Linked DNA regions of Mus musculus: regions 2 and 3 are each linked to region 1. The links are chromatin contacts, called in public HiChIP or PLAC-seq and promoter capture Hi-C maps. All regions are on one chromosome and are shown on one strand. Each heading gives the region's core, a stretch centred on a gene start, on an enhancer-like site or on the middle of the called end of the contact. The rest is flanking DNA. Distances are from core to core; before and after follow the strand shown.

Region 1 (3,574 bases), core at 532-3,031:
CTTTAATCCCAGCACTTGGGAGGCAGAGGCAGGCAGATTTCTGATTTCAAGGCCAGCCTGGTCTACAGAGTTTGTTCTAGGACAGCCAGGGCTATGCAGAGAAACCCTGTCTTGAAAAAAACCAAAAAAACCAAACAACAACAACAACAAAGAAGAAGAAGAAAGGAAGGAAGGAAGGAAGGAAGGAAGGAAGGAAGAAAGAAAGAAAGAAAGAAAGAAAATACCCATAATACAAGTGGGAACCTTTCATACAACAGAAGAATTGGCTCCAAACCATCTTTCTTCAAAACTAAAGATCTCTTCAGGAGGGTGACTATTTGATAGAGAATTTAAGGAATGGATTCGCATAAAATGGCTATACCACTGAAGGTAATTCCGTGGAACTATAATTCAAGTCTACCATAAAACGTCTGAAATGGGGCTGGTGAGATGGCTCAGTGGGTAAGAGCTCTTCCAAAGGTCTGGAGTTCAAATCCCAGCAACCACATGGTGGCTCAAAACCATCCGAATCAAGATCTGACTCCCTCTTCTGGAGTGTCTGAAGGCTGCTACAGTGTACTTACATATAATAAGTAAATAAATCTTAAAAAAAAAAAAAAAACTTCTGAAACAAAGTTTTTATCTTTCAAGAGACCATGGGGAAAATCTGGTAAACTCACAGCTTCCTCTTCATTACCATATTTGGATTTGCTCCAGTGTCTGGATTTGGGTCGAAGCAGCTGGAGAAGCAGGAAGCTAATACTCTTCTCCCAGCTTATCGTACTCTTTGAATGACAGTGGAATGGACTAGTGGACTAATGGGTAGATTTTTTTGGGAGATATTAATGATTTTGCCAATTTTTTTGCATATCGGTAAACTCACTGTACAACACTTCAGAGAAATAACGTGTGAAGCTGGAGAAAAGGGTGCATCAAGGCTGAATCCATAAAACACAACACAACAAAACAGTGTTAGCCTAGTCCTTACATGTCAAATCTCCAACTGTGTGAGCTTCACTCTACAGTCAAGGAGACCAGAGAAGTTCTTTGAGTCCTGCCAAACCTGACAATCGGTTTGCGAGAGAAGCCCTTTAATGACGGAAGGAAGTCCTCCGATAAATGTATCTTTAAATTTTTTTATTAAAAAAAAGTTTTCCTTTGTGATATACAAGAAATATAGTGGTCGTATTTTCAGCAATGACAAACTTGAAGACGAGGTAAGAACTAATGATTTGTCAACAAAATCAAGGGTTTTAAACTGATGCCGATAGGCAGGTGTCCAGGAGAAAAAAAAAAGTTTAGGGTCTACTACTCCAAATTAACTGTAAACCCCGTTAATGACACAATTTCGGATTCCACAGATTTGTGAGTTAACGCTCTTTGCAGGAGATAAGATTGAAAACTTGGAGCAGGGTTGGGAAGGTTATGACGCTAGGTGTAGGGATTTTTTTTCTTTGGTTGCTGACGAAATATGGTGCAGAAGTAAAACTGCCTCAGGTCCCCTCCGGCGGTCTTCACTCCGGGCTCAGGTTAGCTGTGCGCTAGCGTGACTCAGACAGCCCCCTACGTATTCAACTACGCGCGCCCGACGACGGAGGTCGACATCCCCACACTGCTCGGCCCGCACGGCCACTGCTCTGGTAGAGAACCCGCGGTCGGGGAGGAATTCCCGGTCAGCCCCGTAGCGGTGACAGACGTCGCGGCGAGCCAATGGGTGAGCTGGAGGCGGGGCTAGTGGGCCTAGGGGGGGCGGGATTTCCCGCGCGGCGGCCGCTGAGCTCTGGGCTGGGGCGGCGGCGCCTGCGAGAGGGCGGGCCGGGTCAGCTGCAGCAGGCGGGGCCACGCGCGGAGCTGTGGGCGGCTGCCGAGTGTCCTGCCGCCGCCCAGCCTTCGCCACGATGCCGGGGATCGACAAGCTGCCCATTGAAGAGACCCTGGAGGACAGTCCGCAGGTGAGGCGCGAGCGGCGGCTGAGGAGAGCGCGCGGCCTAGCGCGGGCCTGGAGCCTCAGGTGCCCGTGGCCCAGGTGGGCGCCGCCGCCCGGGGTCGCTGTCTGCCGGGGCCGCGCCCTACACTCCCGGGCCGGGCTGGAGGCCCGCGCGTACTCGCGCGGCTGGGCCACGGGCGGCCCGGAGACCGAGCGGCCGTCACTGTCTCCCGTGGGGCCTGGCGTTTGAGTCCGCGCCGAGTCGCCTTTGCATTTCACGGGAGGTGCTGTTTTTATCGCGATGATAGGATGTGAGATAAGTCCTGTTCGTGGCGTTTTCGGAGGAGGCCCGGCATTCGGGGGGACGGCAGTGGCTAGTTTTCTTAGGAAGGGTCTGCGAGGCGGAGTGTGCAACGCCGGTGGAAGCAGGAGTGCGTGCCTTGCTCCCCGTGCTGTGTCGGTGCCCGAGTCTCAGGCTGGTGGCTGTCACTTGAGCTGTGCACTGCGGGTGACGGAAGGCGCCTACGCTGCTTCGAGGAGGCTGAGCTTTGGGTAGCAGATTGGCCCGAATAAACTCATCAAAATGAAAGCCCTGTTTTTGTGCGTTAGGGATGATGCTGGTGTGGTTGCTCTGGCTGAAGACAGTTTGGGAAAAATAAAACGATTCGTTGGATTTCTTTTTCAGTACTTAATGACATCAATTGTGTTTTAAAAGGTGTTGGAGCCTCTAACTTGTGTAAACTTCATCTTTACGCCAGCCTTTATGTATAGTAAGGGATATAAAACAGTGTTGCAGGTAGATTTTTAAAAATATTGCTTGCTGAGAAGTACATACTTCATAGGCATTTGTAGTTTAATAAGTGGCCCTCCAACCAAAAAGAGGAAAAGAGAAGAGCTAGCGCTTGTTTTCCTGGATGGCACTTTTGTCATGGATTTTGTGCCAATTTTTATTTCAAAGTTAGAATTGTGCTCTGATTGTAGAATTGATTTATTCTTTTCTCTGAAGGCAATCTTTATAGGCCAGTTGCTAGGAGGTAATGTACTCTTATCAGATAATGTGAGAAAGAGAAAGCCACATATTTGTTTATCTCGTAGTTTAAATTGTGCGTAATGATTTTTTCAGTGTAAAGCCTTAAGATATATTTATTTCAGATGATTTGCTACAATTTTGTGGTTGTGTTAGTCAGAAGAATTTTATCATTTTTCTTTTTTTTAAGTTAAGACTCAGTATACTGTCTGAACTTCTTTTACCCAGCTGACTTTTTATAGCCCAATAAAGACTATAAAGAGAATGGGTCACACAGTGCCCTATCTATGATTTTCCATGTAGAGATAGTCCTGCATTTTCAGTATAAGTAGTTTACAACTTGAGTCAGACTCATTCTGTAGCTCAGACTAGCCTCAAACATGAGCTTCCTCCTGCCTCTGTCTGCTGAGTACTTACTGCAAAGCTTGAACCATAAGTATTTTCGGTTGTTATTGTTGTTGTCTTTTAATTTAAAATTTGTTTTTAGGTGTAAGGGTGTTCCATTTGTGTTTAACAGAGATTAGAAGAGGGTGTTGAATCCCCTGGAACTGGAGTTACTGATGGTTGTGAGCCATGATGTGTTGGAAATTGAACCTGGATTCTCTAGAAGAGCAGTCAATGTCTTAATTACTGATTTATCT
Region 2 (3,691 bases), core at 1,142-3,641, 520 kb after region 1:
TAATTATAACTTCATTATAATTTTAGTAAGTTTATTTTTGGCATTTGCTTTTTCAGAATCAACCAACTCTTCAGGTGGCTTTGGCTTGTTTCCATTTATAATCTTAGAGAGGAATGCTGGGAGGACTTGTTTCACTTACCATATGATTTCTGGCAAATTAGCCCCCTTTAGCTTTCCTTTCTTCATTTATAAAATGAGATGGTTGTACATACCTCATGACACTTTTAAAGCTGAGTTGAGATTATATTCACCTGAGCTCGCTGCTCTTGTGAGCTGGAGGGAGGAGACACACGATGTCTGACTCTGCAGGGACAGCTGCAGAAGCTTGCCTGGAGTAGCACTGTCCCCTCCTCCCTCCTAGGCATGGAGCAGCGAGCCAGCTGAGCTAGCTTTGTTTTCTCAGAATCTGGAGTTTTACTTGTTAATTAACAGTATGCATGCCATTTACATTATTTTAATTGCTGGCATGTTTGCAATTAAGCACATTATTATAACAATATTTCATGATGAAACTCCGTTTTGAGATTTAGAAATATTTTTTGGGTTGGTAGTTGCAGAGCAGATAGTCTAGTTCTCCTCTAACCTGAATTTACCTAGGATTCTTAGTTGTACTTATGTCTTAGCATCGTGGTTAGTTGTCCTTGTCATCTAAGGAAAATGTGTCTCTGGTGTTAAGAACCTAATCTTTGCACACCTGAGTCGTCTTCTTTTTTTTTCCCCCTCAAGATTTATTTATTTATTTATTATTTATTTAATGTATATGAGCACACTGTAGCTGTACAGATGGTTGTGAGCCATCATGGGGTTGCTGGGGCTTGAACTCAGGACCTCTGCTCACACCAGCCCTTCTTGCTGCAGCCCAAAGATTTAATTATTATCTGTAAGTACACTGTAGCTCTCTTCAGACACACCAGAAGAGGGTGTTAGATATCACTCTCTTACGGATGATTGTGAGCCACCATGTTGTTGCTGGGATTTGAACTCAAGATCTTTGGAAGAGCAGTCAGTGCTCTTAACTGCTGAGCCGTTTCTCCAGTCCAATAGCTATATTTTTAACAGAAACTTTAAAACACCAAGACAGCTGAAAGTCTTCTTGTGAGTATGTCACTTTATTCCTTATTTCTATTTTAAACCACATAGTAATGTGGTACATAATTTATTTCTGTGAACCAAGAAATAAGCTTAGTTCTCATCCAGTAGGGTTTTGGCAGATTCAAAATTTTAAAATTTACAATTTTATCATCCTATACTTTATGACTAAAATAAATGTTTAGATGATGGTCCCTCGTGTAGTTAAGATGATTTTGTTGCTAGTTTTGCTTCCCAGAATAAGCTCCATATAGAAGTGCCCAAGGAGATAAATTAGATTAAAACTCAAGGATGTTCATAGCAGCAGGTTTATAATAGTCCCAAACTGGAAACAACTCAGAAGACTTTCAATATTAGTGAATAAATGCACTATGATCTGTTGGGTGACAGAGCATAACATGTAAGAATATGCACTGTAGTAGTTTATTTAGGAAGTTAAACCCTGAAAGTTATATTTATTTAGTCAGGTATGTTTGGGTAGTGTGACTAAAGAAATGCGAAAGAGTGCACAGGGAGATAGCTTGCTTGGCAAAGTGCTTGTTGCACACACACAAAGGCCAGAGGGATGTCTAGTAGCAGTAGAAAAAAACGGCACAGTCACACATCCTGGTAATCCCAGATAAGGTGAGGCAAAGACAGGAAGATGTGTTGGCCAGCTGCACTAGCTGGATGGTGAGAACCAGGTTCAATGAGAAATCATCTCTCAAAAAATAATATGAGAGCAACTGAGGAAGGTACTCAGTGTAATCTGTGGCCTTCACATGCATGTGCACACATGTGCCCACATACCCACACATGAATACACATGAATACTGAGGAAGGTACTCAGTGTAATCTGTGGCCTTCACATGCATGTGCACACATGTGCCCACATATCCACACATGAATACACATGAATACTGAGGAAGGTACTCAGTGTAATCTGTGGCCTTCACATGCATGTGCACACATGTGCCCACATACCCACACATGAATACACATATACATACCAAGAAATGGAGGAAGCAAATAAATATGAAAGGGTAAGTATTACAAAGTCAGGTAGTCCTTGCCATTGTGGGAAGAGAACGTAGAGAGTTGATATCGACCTTTGAAGGTTGATAGAAAGGATCTGTTCTTTGACTGGGCAATGCCCTCAAAGAAATTCACTTTATAAATACCTACACCTTTTAAAACCTCTGTGTGTGTGTGTTATTTACACAATAAATACACATGACTAAATGTGGCACTATCCAGATGAGGTGGCACATGCCTGTAATCTGAGCAGTGAGCAGGCTGAGATAAGAGGGTTGCTAGAGCAACACGGCTGATAAGTGATAAGACCCTGCCTCAAGTAAATGAGGAGGAACAAGAGCATGGTAATAATCCCCACTCTAGAGTAATACTTAAGTATATCAAACAAACCAACCGTGGATTGGATTGGTTTGGCTTGGTTTGGTTTTTTATTGTATCTATTGTATCTCTTTCAATTGTGGCAAGTCAGATAACTCCTTCAAGATCTAAAGGATCTTCTGTTACATGGAAGTTCTTTCTTCTGATCTCTGATGAGGGGTAGGGGAAGTAGGCCATAAGCTGTTCTTTCTGTAGATTATAGGTATTGCAATAGAGCTTCTGTGTTGTTGGAGGTTTTATGTTTTGTTTGCTTTGTTTTTCACTTTCTCAAAATGAAAGGGAAAGTTTTGAGCAATATATTCTAATATGATACCCCCCTATTTATGGTTTTTCATGACAAGAGTTTTTCTGTGTAGCCCTGGCTTCTTAGAAGTTGAGAGCAACTTCAGGCTGGCCTCTGCCTCTCTGAGTTCTGGCATTAAAGGTGTAACCTACCATCACCTGGCTGAGTTTTTGATGTTTAAGACAATCGTTGTAGTTGAGAAAGACCAGAAGAGATGATAACCAGACAGATATGAGGCCTAGGTCAGATCTGTGTTGACACACCTCCCCATTCTCTTTAAACCAATTTCCTTGTTATCGTGTCTTTGTTATCCTGGTGCACAGTAATATTCGAAGGACTCCTTTTGTTCCCATAAGTAGTTTATAGTGAATTGAGGAAAGTGGAGGTAATGGACAGCTGCAGCATCCCGTCAAAGAGATTTGAATAAAGAATAGTGGAGCAAGAGAGGAAGGACACCTACATCATTTAGGAGAAAGGAAGAAAATAGAAACTCAGCTTTAGCCACAATGAGATTACGTCCCTGTGGGATTCTGCATGAAGATACCTAGAAAGCAGTTAGAGAATAGAGTTCTGGAAACTAAGAGAGAATATGACTTGCCATCAGCATTAAAAACAGTTCAGTTGCAGATAATTAATACAATGAATAGATGAATGCTATTGCCACTAGAAAAAATCTTGAATGCCAAATACACATATTTAAATTATATCCTCATGGAGAAAAAGGCAATGAAAGGCTAAGAAAGGAGTGGGCAGGCATAGGAAATGAATGGGCAGTCCTAGAAATAAAAGACACAGTTTTTAAAAGGCAGTTGAAAGCTTTTGATTAAATACAGTTAGTGAATCCATTTATAACAAAAGATTTAGGTCACAAGGACAAAGGGGTGGGGGAGACTTTAGCAAGTCATAGGTGTCAACAAAATTTTGGAA
Region 3 (3,542 bases), core at 896-3,395, 550 kb after region 1:
AACAACACCTTCGGGATGCAGCTGACCTAAAAACTCTCCTCAGTAAGGCTGAAAACCAAGCAAAGGATGTACAGAAAGAGGTAAAGCGGAAAGACATTCTGAGTCCAGTTATGGTTGGACTTAAAGCCAAAGGCAAATCAGACATCCATGCTACTTAGAAATAAAGAGAAGCAGAAACCATATTACCCGTCAGTTGGCACTTGGAACACTCCAACCTGGTCATTTCCAGGTGTGCGTCATGGTCCATATCGAGATAATTTATCAAGTGTTTGTTTTCAAACATACGTAAGAGTTAGTTTTAATTTTTCTCTAACAATTGACTGATATGAGAGATTTTTTGTAGCAGAAGCCTGGTCTGTTGTTTAACTATCAAAGAGAAGGTCATATTTAATGAACTGTTCTTCCAGAAGGCAAACTAGGGCAATACTAGTGCTGGAGCTGTACGCTCCTGGGAGAGTGACTGGAAAGTCACTCACCCTGACCTTGTGGCTCATGCTTGTCATCCCAGAAACTGGAAGGCTGAGGCAGGAGGATTGCAATGAATTCAAGGCTAGGCTGGTTTATATAATGAACCCTGGCTCAAAACACCAAAGTAAAGCGTATATACAGATAGGCATGGTAATACACAGCCACAATCTTAGCACTTTGGAGGTAGAGCAGGAAAATTAGGAGTTCAAGGCCAGCCTCAGCAACATAGTGAGTTTGAGATCAGCTACATGAGATCCTGTGTCAGAAAACAAACAAGAAAGAAGTTACTTGAAATTCACCTATATATAGGCCAAATGCCTGTTCTGTAAAACTGCATTTTCCCCCTCTGCTTTCTTTTCATCTTCACAAACACACACACACTTATATTTTCATATGATTTTGCTTAAACCTTGATTTCATTAGCTTTTTAAATAATTGTGTTAAGGAGGGTGTGAGATCAACTTTGGGAAGGACCTACTCTCGGTCTTTCTGGGCAGGATAGATCTGTTTCCTTAAAGCTGACAACAGGCCAGTACATGGTCGCTTCAGCTGGCCTTCCTGCACTGATCCCTGCCTGCCCAGCTCAGGACGCACGTTGATAAAGCCTGTCTGTCCATAAGGAAGCACCAGCTGCAGACATGAGCAAGATCCCTGCTGAGTTACAGGGATGTAGAAGACAGCTCTTTCGTCTTTAGGAATGAATTTTCTGAAAGTTGTTTTTAGAAATTTTGATTAATGCAAGTTTCTCTTTGCACTTTGCCTGGAGTGTCCTGAATTTGGAAATGATTACTGTTCTTCTGTCTCTGTGCTTGTTTCTAAAGGAAAAACAAACTGCAACACCTTTCCTCTTTGTGTCGATGTTGATGTGGAAATGTTCCGTTACCGGGCTAAGGATGTATATTTTAGGAAAATCTTCATTTGATTAAAACACAAATTTTGTGCCAAAGTAAATATCTTAATATTTAATGCTGTAAGCAGTTTGTCTTCTTCCAGGCCATGCGCCATAATTCTTTCAGTATTTGGGAAGAACCTGTGGCTGGAAGATGATCCTGTCCTGTGTTACTATGAAACATTAGGCATTTTGTTGCATTGTTTCTTTGTCTGCTTCCAGTCACTGAATAATCAGTGCCAAATGCTTTGACTGTTTCCACAAATGGCAGAGGCATGTTGTCGCAGCATCGAGACTGTTGCTGGTCTTTGGATTGCATTAAATGCAGCATATTTAAAAGTATGTCTGAATTTGTCAGTATGTTTCTTTGCTGTTTTCTTGTTCACTGTTTTCCTTGTGAAATGACCTATGATCATCATATTCCTTTGTAATGTGAAACTGTTCTGTTTGTCTTCTGTCAACATATCGGATACTAGTCTGTAAGTAAAATAGCTTTAATAAGGTTTTATCTCTGTAATCCACTACAAATACAGTATTACTTTTCAGTAATGCATATTTACTTCTTGTCGACATTTCCCTTTGCTCTCCTTTCTTTCATGGAGTCATGCTTAATGTGCTTTAAAAAACAATCCTGATTATGTGTCTTTAGTGCTGGAAAAGGTTAAACAATTGCAAGCTGAGCAACCCCAGATAAGATTATTTTTATGGAGGAGAGCTACACGTGTTGATAATATTATGCAATATTTCTATCTTAAGAGTAAAGACACTGGTTACTTCCCAGTTAAAAAGCAAGAGGGAGCAGAAGTGAAGTCCAAACAAGGTGTAAAGCTAAGACTGAAGAGGATGCCCTTTGTTCTGCTGTTTAAAGCTTTATCTATTGGCAATTTTTATATAAATAACTCCAAGGAAAATTATCAGAAATAGTTTTTAATGTTCAATAGTAAGAGAAAAGAATTGTATATCATCTTTATATTTGATTTTATAAAGTATTTATTTATTTTAATTTAATGAGACTATCTATGATCTAAGAGTTCAGCCAGTTCCTGGCATACACTGGCAATCTCCACACTTAGGAAGCTAAGAGAGAGCGGTCTTGAGTTAGTACCAACCTAAGTTACATAGATCCTGTGTCAAACTTACCAAGCAGAGAGTATGTAAAACATTGGATGTCTGAGTCTGCCCTGAAATGACTGAGGCCTCCCTGCCTTCCCAAGCACTCTTGTGCTGGAACTGTGCAGCAATATCCCCTGATGTGCTGCTTTCTTGTGGTCCCTGAAGTGGGGAGGTGATTAAGGGTCCTGATGAAGAAGGTGGACTTGATATCAAAATGGTGGAAGGAGAGGGAAAGTTTGGTCAACAAAGCAATTTTGACTCGTCCTTCACTAATACTGTTAGATCACTGAGAACTGATCGTGTTCTAAGGTGTGAAAACTAGACTATTATCACTGGACTTTTTCTTGGCAGCCTTCTAGTAACCTTCTGCCTTCTGGGAGAAATTCATAGACCATCACATCAAGTGAAAAAAAACAAAACAAAACAAAAAACAAAACGCTCTCACAAAACTGTGGCTTTTAGTCTATAGGTTTTTTTCTAGAATACTGTCTAGGGCTGTGCTGCTCTGGGGATGTTCTTAGGTAACAAAACGTTCCTCTCATATTTCTCTTCGCCTTCCTGGTAACCTCTACGCTGACCCTGGCCTCTTCCCTATCCCTTTCTCTTCTAATGTTTTATACATTTTCATTTTTCGTTATATTTGTCTTTATTGAGTATTGATAAGGTCCTCTCCAGTGTTTTTATTTCAAGAGCACTGTTATAAAGGCATCCTTTGTTAAGTTTAGGATTTAGGTAGAGAAGAACTAAACATCTTCCATTCTTTTAAGCCATGTTAGAGAAGAGGAGGCGCCTTTCTGACAGACTACACTCATGAGATATTTGTTCCTATTCAGTCCTCGTCTTCCTGTCTTCCTTCTAAAACACTCAGATGGCAGAATGGGGCAGCCGAAGTAGAGACAGAGACACGCCCAGCAGCAGAGCAGTTTCCCTTTGGGAGCCTAGACTTCAGTAAGCGGCAATATCTAGAAATGGAACCAGTCTAGAATTCCAGCTTCCTGGAAACATTAAAGATCAAACCACACCCTGTGTATCACATTGGTTTGTTCAAGGGATAGTTTGTATAAAAGTCATG

Evidence for each region. Promoter capture Hi-C pulls out the DNA fragments that hold promoters and counts their contacts. HiChIP or PLAC-seq counts read pairs in DNA pulled down with a chosen protein or histone mark.
Region 2: a contact with region 1 is called in an H3K27ac HiChIP or PLAC-seq map of extraembryonic endoderm stem cells, with 6 times the contacts expected there. The contact joins the enhancer-like site here to the promoter of Appl1 in region 1. A contact is called at or near these places in 6 of 39 promoter capture datasets (the HPC-7 cell line, cranial neural crest, hippocampal neurons and 2 more) and 3 of 115 datasets of contacts at active chromatin or transcription factors (the 230-238 cell line, extraembryonic endoderm stem cells and stem cell-derived neural progenitor cells).
Region 3: a contact with region 1 is called in a promoter capture Hi-C map of pre-B cells. The contact joins the enhancer-like site here to the promoter of Appl1 in region 1. A contact is called at or near these places in 3 of 39 promoter capture datasets (cranial neural crest, hippocampal neurons and pre-B cells) and 1 of 115 datasets of contacts at active chromatin or transcription factors (trophoblast stem cells).

What each region holds. Positions count from the first base shown.
Region 1 is chr14:26,968,758-26,972,331 of GRCm38.p6, reverse strand. It overlaps Appl1 (adaptor protein, phosphotyrosine interaction, PH domain and leucine zipper containing 1), which reads left to right and starts at 1,781. Exons shown (of 22, transcript NM_145221.2): 1 at 1,781-1,931. The coding sequence starts at 1,878. Gm41114 (a long non-coding RNA gene) reads left to right here and starts at 3,524. Exons shown (of 2, transcript XR_874477.1): 1 at 3,524-3,574.
Region 2 is chr14:26,445,416-26,449,106 of GRCm38.p6, reverse strand. All of the region lies in intron 13 of Slmap (sarcolemma associated protein), which reads left to right. Among named protein-coding and RNA genes, the nearest start is that of Gm34223, 43 kb to the right of the region's middle. Within about 2 kb of position 2,391, at least 2 of the 459 cell types and tissues checked have an H3K27ac peak or open chromatin away from gene starts, as enhancers often do. A contact at or near this core is called in extraembryonic endoderm stem cells, where this site is marked.
Region 3 is chr14:26,418,959-26,422,500 of GRCm38.p6, reverse strand. It overlaps Slmap (sarcolemma associated protein), which reads left to right. Exons shown (of 23, transcript NM_001310445.1): 21 at 1-80. Among named protein-coding and RNA genes, the nearest start is that of Gm34223, 17 kb to the right of the region's middle. Within about 2 kb of position 2,145, at least 8 of the 459 cell types and tissues checked have an H3K27ac peak or open chromatin away from gene starts, as enhancers often do.